Linked DNA regions of Mus musculus: all the other regions are linked to region 1. Evidence: chromatin contacts called from public HiChIP or PLAC-seq data. All regions are on one chromosome and are shown on one strand. The core of a region is the stretch at or near the end of the contact, and the rest is flanking DNA. Distances in the headings are between cores, read along the strand shown.

The links. HiChIP or PLAC-seq counts read pairs in DNA pulled down with a chosen protein or histone mark.
Region 2: a BATF HiChIP or PLAC-seq map of CD8 T cells shows a contact between it and region 1, with 10 read pairs. The contact joins the enhancer-like site here to the promoter of Lrmp in region 1. A contact is called at or near these places in 1 of 484 Hi-C or Micro-C datasets (B cells), 6 of 115 datasets of contacts at active chromatin or transcription factors (CD8 T cells, the HPC-7 cell line, double positive thymocytes and 3 more) and 2 of 9 other capture datasets (adipose tissue and pancreatic islet).
Region 3: a contact with region 1 is called in a FOXA1 HiChIP or PLAC-seq map of pancreatic cancer cells. The contact joins the enhancer-like site here to the promoter of Lrmp in region 1. A contact is called at or near these places in 3 of 115 datasets of contacts at active chromatin or transcription factors (double positive thymocytes, microglia and pancreatic cancer cells) and 1 of 9 other capture datasets (adipose tissue).

Annotation. Positions count from the first base shown.
Region 1 is chr6:145,120,178-145,123,565 of GRCm38.p6, reverse strand. Lrmp (lymphoid-restricted membrane protein) reads right to left here and starts at 1,797. Exons shown (of 19, transcript NM_008511.4): 1 at 1,460-1,797.
Region 2 is chr6:145,274,757-145,277,801 of GRCm38.p6, reverse strand. No RefSeq gene overlaps it. Among named protein-coding and RNA genes, the nearest start is that of Gm15706, 26 kb to the right of the region's middle. Within about 2 kb of position 1,436, at least 235 of the 459 cell types and tissues checked have an H3K27ac peak or open chromatin away from gene starts, as enhancers often do. A contact at or near this core is called in B cells, CD8 T cells, the HPC-7 cell line and 6 more, where this site is marked.
Region 3 is chr6:145,372,640-145,376,074 of GRCm38.p6, reverse strand. LOC105247329 (a long non-coding RNA gene) reads left to right here. Exons shown (of 4, transcript XR_001785414.2): 3 at 965-1,159. Among named protein-coding and RNA genes, the nearest start is that of Gm38926, 26 kb to the right of the region's middle. Within about 2 kb of position 1,999, at least 93 of the 459 cell types and tissues checked have an H3K27ac peak or open chromatin away from gene starts, as enhancers often do. A contact at or near this core is called in pancreatic cancer cells, where this site is marked.

The DNA of each region.
Region 1 (3,388 bases), core at 548-3,047:
GGCAAAATACACCCATCTACATGTGTTCCATGAATTCTGGTAGCTCGAGAGCAGGTGCATTGAGGAAGGAAGTCCACACATGAAAAAAAAAAAAAAAAAAAAAGCGCTTCTAATACCATTCCAACCAATTGTCTCTGGAGGCTGGGCTGGAGGACCATAACCAGCAAGGAACCCCACAATGGCCTTTGGGATGTGTCATAACTGTAGACACTCCTGCTCAGATGCCACAGGGAACCCTTGAGAAGGGGGACCCAAATTCTTACTTGCTCACAAAACACTGAGATGTAATATCAATTTCATCAAAAGACAGATGTAAGTGGCCGGTGGGTTAGTGCTCTGAGCATGGGCTCTGAAGCACCAAACTGGGCGCAGCTGCTTATCGGTGCCTCCACAGGGTAGCTCTTCTCACAAGAGACCCTTCTCCAAAGCCTCCTGAGCAATGACAACACTGTACCCTCCCTGATTTAAAGAACAGTTTTTATTGCTTTCTGAAACATTGAAAACCAGTGAGCTGTACAAACCAAGACAGTAACAATAAAATATTGAACAATGTTGCTATTCTAAAAGGAAGCAATTCCTTAAACGCCTCAGCCACTTCCTCAGGCCAACAGTGAAAAAGGTACAGAAATTCACAATAAACCCAGACCAAGCACCATTTGGGTCACGAGATAAATGAACTCTTATGTCTGGAAAAAAAAAATCTGTCCCACTAAATTAAGAAGTTCACTGAACAAAAGCAGCTGTCCGGTAAACGGCGAGGCACGCAAGCTTTACAATTTCCATTTCATCTTTGTAGAATAAAGCAGGTTTATAAATAGCCTGACATTTGTAATTTGACACTTGTCTTCTCACATTATTCTTGGTAAATGCTCATAATAGGCCTTTGGCTGGCACACAAAATTCTAAATACCCGTTTCAAAGGTAAAGTATATTTGAGCAGAGGAACGCACACAGTTTAACCCCAGCACTCTGGAGGCAGAAGCAGGTAGATCTCTGTGAGTTTGAGGTGAGCATAGTCTACAGAGAGTTTTAGGTCAGTCAGAACTACACAGTGAGACCCTGTCTCAAAAACAAAACTAAAGTGTGCATATATATCCATACATACACACACACATTTATATTAAGAACACATTAAAAATTTTAAAGCAAGTTTACATGTGTTTAATATTGATACACACTCTTGCACACAAGGGTAAGTTGCCTCTGAGCTAAGTAAGCCCCAGCTCTGTTTCATTTTAAACGGAAAGATAGCCATAGACAAATCTAGCAACAGCCTGGGGTGCGGGGAGCAGGGGAGGGGTCTATGGCCCTGGCCAGAGGCTGAGATCCCGGGAGCGAGAGCGAGCGATGCTAGCTAACCCTTCCACTGGCTAACCCAGCAGCTGGGATCCAGGAAAGCGGCAGAGGCTCTTCCTCCTCATCCTGGGCGACATGAACCAGAGTAGAATGAGCTACTTACACTGAACGCCCCTGGTCTTCAGCTCCTGAGTCTGAGTAGTGCTGGGGACTGTGATCTCCTTCTGGAATCGCTTCCTCTAGTTCTTGTAGCAGAGGCTTGCCTCATGCGCAGGCCCCATCCTGATCCCCCTGACCCATATGCACAGGTCAGCCTGGGTTTGAGCCGCGGGAAGGGCGCTGGATGCTTGTTCTTAGGCACAGGAAACTGGAAATATGCTTTTCTTCTCAGGGAAATGATAAGCGTAGGCTCAACTTCTGCAATTCTGTTTGCACGGGCGGGCGCAGCAGGCCCAGATCCTTCCACCCAGAGAGTCCCTAGAAGCAACTTAAGCTTTCTGTACTCCCCTCTTTCACCAGAAGGCTGTTAACACCGCCTCCTCTGCACCCCTGCACCCCTGCACCCTTGCGCCCTGCACTTCCTCTGCGCAGGCTAAAGGCCAGCCTCCTGGGACAATTGAATAGTTCCTTTTTTCCCCCTCCTCCATTTTTGCTTCACATTTTAAGGACATCTGAGGTGATATCCCTGAGTTTCATATTGCCAAGGCCTCCGGACCCCTGGCTCTATGTGCTCTCTGGCTATGGACCTTCTTCCTAGTGGGCACATCTTGCAGCCGCTTAGCAATGTCTAATGGTTTCTGAATGAAGTCGAAATTTTAAAAAAAGAAAGGGGGGGAGGGGGTGTGTGGAGGGAACGACAGAAACACCCTGAGCTTTCAGTGACACTTCAGTCACAAGTCACTCTGAGAAACTGTGAGGAACTCAAACTTCTTTAGAGAGGACCTGAAAAAATGAAAGCATTTAGAAATACAGGCTCTTGAGTAAAGCAACCCCAGAGCTCACAATCAACTCCACAGCTTCCTCGGGCTGTTTCGGATGAGCACGTGGCATGACTGGCTCCCCACGAGCTCGCTGTGACACCTGCGGCACACAAGTAGGATGTTCTACATTGGGAGCAGGGTGACAAGTTTAGTTTTTACACACCAACACGAGCTATTTAGAGGAAAGTGGGTGCGGAGGGAAATGCGTCTTTGTTTCGTTAACCTTTCTCCTTTGGACTGTCAATCATAGGAAACGGGCAGAGCTTTAGTACCGGAAGTATCTCCCCCAACACAGCTGGAAACTCACTGGATATTCCCACTGTGAACTCAGAGGTCATTCTCTACCTCTTATCTCCCACCACAAATGTCCTTGAGCCTTTAGCACTTCTCATTTGGCTCCCACTCTCCGCTAGCCAGCAAGACTAATCTGTGGCGTACTGATGACTCAGTGGTTACCAGGAACTGCTTGAGTACAAACCTTAACCCACTGGGCCCACCCATTTTGAATTAGGATCAAAGTGGGGGGGGGGGGTAGAGGGAAGACAGCCATCAGTCCCAGGCTCCTTGCAGTTAAAGCCTAACTGTGTGCCTGCATAAAACAGCACTGCTTATAACATCAGAAGCAAGAAGGACCACGGCCCTTTCAGCATCGTTTTGTATATAGAGGCATTCCCCAAAGCTGCTTGCGCGACCGCCTACAGTCGCTTATGCTCTGTAATGGCGCTAAAACAATATGAACAATGTATATTGAAATCTACACTCTTAAATATTTATAGTTCTTACTAAAAGAGGTAATGCTCTTTTGAGATAGGATCTCATATACCCCAGGCTGGTCTCTAATTTTCTATGTAGCTGAGAACTTCTGGTCCTCCTTCCTCTACCTCCCTAGAGTTGGAATTACACACATCCACCACCTAGAGCAGCTTGTGCTCTCATGCTAATTTATGTTACCCAAAAACCTGTTTGCAGTGTCCTGCATGTAGGCTAAAGGAAGCCTACCCCCAGCTGGCTCTGATTGGAAAATAAAGTTGCCAGTGGCCAATGACTGGGCAAGGAGACAGAGGCGGGACTTTTAGAATTCCAGAGTAAGAGAGGAGGAGGAAGAAGGGATC
Region 2 (3,045 bases), core at 187-2,686, 150 kb before region 1:
AAGGTTGGAGTGATTAATAATTACAAAATGGTAATACCTCATATTTGAAAAGCCATGAGTGCTTTTTAGGGAATTATAATTATAATCACAACTAAATTATATAGAGATAATATGTGTGGATAGCCTGTGAGGTAATGTCTCCTCCTTATCTTCTTCCTAATCCCTTGATTGTACAGCCAAAAAAAAAAAAAAAAAAAAAAAAGGCTCAAAACATTAGATTCTTACAACAAAATCAATGTCTGTAATAGATATGAATATCCTTATGACAAATCACTTATAAATGTTTCCCTGCCAAGCACTGTGCACACCCCACAGTCTGCGGCTTTATTTATGGGTGTGATGGAAGTTGCCCCTCTCAGTCAGTCTTGAAGGATTGATTAATGCATGACTGGGCATGCTTAACATTTGACAAGAGTTAACGCAAGCCTTCCTCCTGATATGCGGCCCGAGGCCTTTCTTTATACCCCACGTCAAACCTAGGACAGAGCTTCTGTCACTCACATTGTTTAAGGGAGGAAATGGCGAAATCGTATTGGCAGAATAAGCGCCTGGAGCTGGGGTTGGAGATTCTCTAATGAGAGTTTCAAAGTCTTTGTTACACTATGGAATCTTCCTCCAGCAAAGAAAAAGATATGCCTGTGCACATACGAAGTCCAGCCCAGAAAGCCTGGGCTCTGGGTGAGTAGCCGGTTTTGTGGTTTTGATCCTAGTCCTGTTTCTGCCTTCCCACTTCCTTGTAGCATCCCGAGGTGGGAAACTAAGGACGCATTTCTTGTTCGCTTCCTACTCTACTTTTTCTAAAGTCAGCAATCTTCCTTCAATGCATATACCAATACCACTCACTCTCCTAAGCAAAGACAATTCGGCCAAAGCGGCTCACTTTTGGCAGGGTTTACCAGCCAAGCTTTAGACTTTTCCATATTCGGTAGGTTCTGCAGTGATGAGGACCACTAACATACCTTAACACCAGGCTTTGTTTAGTTTCAAAATTGAATGATAAACACCGTGCAGTCTTTCAGGCTAAGTGTCTTTGGTTACAACAGTTTGTGGCTCTCCCGTGCAAAGCATCACAGTGGCTTGGTGAGATGCTCCCTAGAGGTGTGTTGCTACGTCCTTGCTGTTGTTGAGACTTGCTAATTAGTCAGGGAGGGCATGGGACCTGAAGTCTCCTGGCCTGGAATGTAGCACTCAACTTTCTTTTGTCTTGCAGAATTTGCGTAGGAAACATCCTGGGAGGGTCAACGCTGGGTAAATGCAGAAGTGGAGGGAAGGAAGACAGGAAACAGAAGCCATGAGTAAGCAAAGCCGCAAGACTGAGAGAAAGTGAGCGAAGTCAGTGGTAGTAATTAGAAAATAAGCAGGTGGAGAAAAGCAGACGCTAGAGCTGAGTCATGGGCGTGGCAAGGAGCCAAGGTCTCCCGTGACGTCACGGGAGGGGAGCTGAGTGCTGGTCAAGGGAGGGGAACGGAGGCGCCCTCGCTGGAGCTGTTCCTCACAGCTCGCCCGCCCGATGGCCAAGACAGGCTAGTGAGTTCTCCATTAGCCAGTCAACGGGCCCTTCAACTTTTACCTACTTTTTCTCACCATTCGCTTTTAAGCAAACCTGGAACAGATGATCAGGTGGTTATTTCTAATTCTTTGCACCTTCAAAGGATCAAATTAACACGATAATAGCAGAAGTCATCTGGGACAGACAAGGCACTCCACATGCTGTGTGTGGCCTTGGGGGTCCTACAAACCTCAAACCGCCAGACTGAAACTCAAATCCAAGGCCACATTGTTTTGAAGTTTCAGTTAGGTGACTTCTCTATCTAGCTTTAAAGTGCAGGGCAAGGGGAGTGGAGGTGGGGGAATTCCTTTGTTTGCTTGCTTGATTTTGCAAGAAAGTCTGCTCTTCCCCCCCCCCCCCATCCAGGTGAAGCCCCAAACTGCATAAATTTAGGTATGGAAATAAGACACCTGTTCTAAGAAATTGGAGGACTGACAGACCTCTTGGGATATGAGTTTCAGAATGTATTTTACATTGTTTTTCCAATATTTTGGACTGGGCAAAAACAAGTGAACTACTTTTTTTTTTTTTTTTGGTTTGTCCAGACAGGGTTTCTCTGTGTAGCCCTCGCTGTCCTGGAACTCACTCTGTAGACCAGGCTGGCCTCAAACTGAGAAATCCACCTGCCTCTGCCTCCCGAGTGCTGGGATTAAAGGCGTGTGCCACCACTGCCTGGTGAACTACTTTAATAATAGAAAATACTTCTTAGAGTTCAAATGGTCTCGGGGAATGCGATATCCTTATGTCTGACTCATTTTGCCTAAGTCTGTATTGTTTAATAAGAACTGATCATCGTAAAGAGGCTCACTAAGTGTTTGAACTCAGTTTCTGGTTAGTTTGTTTCTGGTTGTTTCTAGTGAAAGTGCCTTCTGACCTGAGGAAGCTCCCCAATTCCAGTTAAAAACAAAGAGATAGCAATTTGAATACTAATGAAAAAGAAACTATGTTCTTAACTTAGGTATAAAAGAAAAGGGGCCAAGGGGAAAGGGTATAAAAAGAAAAGAGTTGAGGAGAAAGGAGGGGGAGGGTAAAGTGTGGGGGCAGAAAGGAGGCCTTAAAGGACTGTAAGTTTGTGGATTCAATGGCATATGTTGTCAACAACCCACATTTCTCATAGTGAGCGTCAGCTCCTCACACTGTCACCATCAAACTACGCTTTGACTTGACTGCTGTGAGACTCCAGACTTTATAAGTCTCATCAAATTTTATTACAACAACTCCCAGTTTGTCTTACCTCTGCTCTGCTCTGTGGAGATCCATGGCTGCCTTATTCCTCATTGTCTACATGATCAGACCATCAGACCAATACCCAGCAAAGGTATTCCTACCTGTGGTCAGCCCCAGAGAATTTGCTAAAGCCTCATTAACAGTCATTGTTGGGCCTAAAGACACCGGTTCTGGAAACAGGCCCATAAACAGGGCCATCTGCATAGAGGACATGATGAGGCTGATTCGAAAATACCACCCTTTGGCATGGTTCTTGGTATACTGCTAAG
Region 3 (3,435 bases), core at 750-3,249, 250 kb before region 1:
GTATGTGACTGCTCTGCTTAAGTAACTCCTGAGAGACAGGCATGTGCTAGGTCTGGTCCTTTCAGTGAAGAGGTCTGCTGGAGCTGGGGGCTCTGTGTGAGAGCAGGAGGGTGGGTGCTGGGGGATTGCAGCTAGGCCAGTCGGAGCTCCCCCAGGTTTCCCAGCTGTCAAGGCAGAACTTAACACTGGTCAAGGCCTGACATTGCAAAAGGGGCCTTCCAAGGAAAGTCTGACAGATGATTGCTGGCACACCCTGATGACTCGATGTCAGGGTGCAGGTAAGAAACTGAGAGGCAAGGTCTGTCGCAAGCCTGGATGCTCTTCTTCCAGGCCAGAGTTAGATTCTGGCTACAAGAGCCCTGTATACCAGCAAAGTTCTCTCAAGTTCCCAAACACACAGAGCCCATGGCTCTGAGATTTGTTCTTTCCATTGAGATCCTACAGACTTGAGTTCATCTTCTGCTATGCCAATGTAATAATTTGGAGGGAAGTATGTCTTGGGATTGTATAAGAGCCATCTGTGGGAAGCGTGAGTGATAAACCCCACGTTGGTCTAAGGTTGTGACCTGAGAGCCGTGGTGAACGAAAACTCTCCTGTCCCACAGAGAATTTACATGGGGTTTGTACATACCAGCCTTGATTTATTTCTCTGGCTTAGCTGCAAGGTGCATGTTATTCTCTGGGTATTTAAATATCACCAATAAATGACAAAGTTAAATGCTTAAAAATTTTAGTTAACTGGCCTCTTCAAGTGTTTTCAAAGAGACAAATGGGAAGAGATACAATATGTTAGTGGACATGAGAGAGTGGGGGAGGGGACATTTGGTGGGCATAAGCAAGTAGGGGGGTTGGTGGACATGAGAGAGTGGGGGAGGGGGCATTTGCCTCTAGCATATTCAGCACACCATATGGATGTTTTTGTCTTCACAATGATTTAAGAAAACATATTTTTCTAACTTTGCAGATGAAAAAGTTGAGCCAAGAGTATCCAGTAGCTACCACAGGAGAACCGCTTGTTAGCCAGAAGCAAGATGCAGTGGGCTGCCCACCTGGTCTCCAGAGTGTGTCTCCTCTGCTGACATCAGACCCATTTCTTCAGCATTTCAACACAAGTCAAAGACAAGCAGCTTCCAGGAAACTTCTAGTCCCTCCACAGCAGGTGAGTACTGCTGAAGCCTCCAGCTTAGGGTCCTTAGCCTCTGCAGTGTAGAGACAGCCATTGGGCTATCCAGCCCTATCAAGTCAGTCAATCTGGTGAATTCTCATGGATGTAAGTATGTGTATATATGTTTACACAGTCACAGTGTGTGTATGCATTCTCCCTGCCCTGTTCCTCTAAAACTCTGACAAACCACAGAGGAGTGCCCAGAGGTCACCAAGTTCTTGCTCCCAGACTAAAGGACTGCTCATAACATGAGGTACCTGCATCTCTAGAACCTGTCTGTCTCTCCACGTCTTTGCTCTGGTGTCAACTTTACCTGTAACCACTCTGTTACCATGACAGCAAGGCAGGAAGCAAGAGAGTGTGGGGACAGTGGAGGAGTTTGAACATGACAATCGAGGCTTAGTGGCCCACACCTGTCACTCCAGTAGTAGGGAGGCCAAGACAGGAGGATCTCCAGTCAAGGCCAGCATGGCTTACAGAATGAGACTCTATCATCCAAACAAACAACACACACACACACACACACACACACACACACACACACCCCAAAACAAAACATACCAAGGAGAGTGGGTGCATCATGCAGGGCCTGGTTACCTGCATGGTCCACTCGGCCATACTTGGAGGCCATCTGGACCCACTGAACCTCAGAGTAGAGAGGATGAGGAGGCTTGTGAGTCCTTTTCTGTCTGTCTAAGCGCACAGTGAGCTCACTCACTGCCCTGGGTGGTGTCTAGAGGATTAAAGAAAACAAGAAATGAAAGCACTAATCCTGGTGCCTAGCACACATCAATCACCAAGTGTGAGACCGCAGCGCCGAGGATGGAAGCTAGCGCTGTGCTCAGTGACAGCCTGCACAGTCATGCTTGAGTAAAAGCTTCCTGGTGTGGACTTGAAGGATGAATAACAGGAATCTGCATGTCGTGGGGGTGGCATGCGAGTGGGTGTGTGAAGCCTCATGAGCAGGATGTGCAGGGATAAAAATAGCCCTCCAGGCAGCTGGTAAACACCTTCCATGGGGAGACAGTAAGACACCATGGTCTTCTTCCCATTTTCCAAAATGTCATCTCTCATCAGCCAAGAGCTTTGAAGAATGTTTGGTCCTAGTGACTCATCACCACCATAAACCAATCAATCACTGTGACTCATTCCCATCCCTGTTGGAGCAGCAATACAGACAAGTAGTGTGTGAATGCTCGAGAGTATGTGAGTGTGTTTGTGTGTGAGAATATGTGTGAGTGTATGTGTATGTGAGTGTAAGTGTGTGTATGTGACTGTGTGTGTATGAGTGGTATGAGTATATATGTGAGTGTGTGTGTGACTGCATAACTGTGTGAGTGTATGTGTATGTGAGGTGTGTGTCTATGTGAGTGTGCATGAGTGTGTATGAGTATATATGGGACTGTGTGTGTGCATGTGTGACTGTATGAGTGTGTGTGTATGTGAGTGTGTATGTGTGAATGTGAGCCTGTATGAACGAGTGTGTATGTGAGAGAGAGAGAGAGAGAGTGTGTGTGTGTGTGTGTGTGTGTGTGTGTGTATGCACATGTACACATACAGATGTGCCTCTCTGCACCTGAGACTTGCTTTCTGCAGAGTAGAGAACATTCGTTTAAGCACAGGAGAGTTGATAGTGGGCTGTTCCACCATGAGAATCAGCAATGGTGGAACGACACCAGCGTTAAACAACAAAATCCAAAGGACGGAAAGAGTCAAGCACTGTGCTTGTTTTTTGGTTGGTTTTATTTTCTTAGTGGTTGAACCCAGGGCCTTGTGTGTGCGAGAAAAACACTACTTCTGGGCTGTTAAAACATCTCTATTATGCTGACATTTTGTGATGTGGGCCCAAGAAAGTATTATAAAAATGCATATTTCAATGCAACATTTAAAATTTTCCTAGCACCTGGAAATAGTGATGAACCTGATGATGCTTCTCTTGACCTAACGGCGCGGGAAGGAGTGGAGAGCCCGAGAGAAGCCATGTTGAAATGCTCTCTTTCACTTGGTCGTCTGCACTCAGGCTTCCTGTGTCTGGTATGTGATCATGCCAAGGTTAAACATTTAAGAGAAAAGTAGGGAATGCGAAGACATTTCAAAACGTTGTGTCAACTTAGCTCCTTCCAGATCTAAGCCCCAGTACTAGCTTATTATATTTTGAATAGATATGGAGAAATAAATAATAAAAGCAGCTTCATTTGCCACTGACGGGCAACATATGAGCACAGCGTAGAATGTTCGAGGAGGCAATATTGTCACTGAAGCAACTGAAC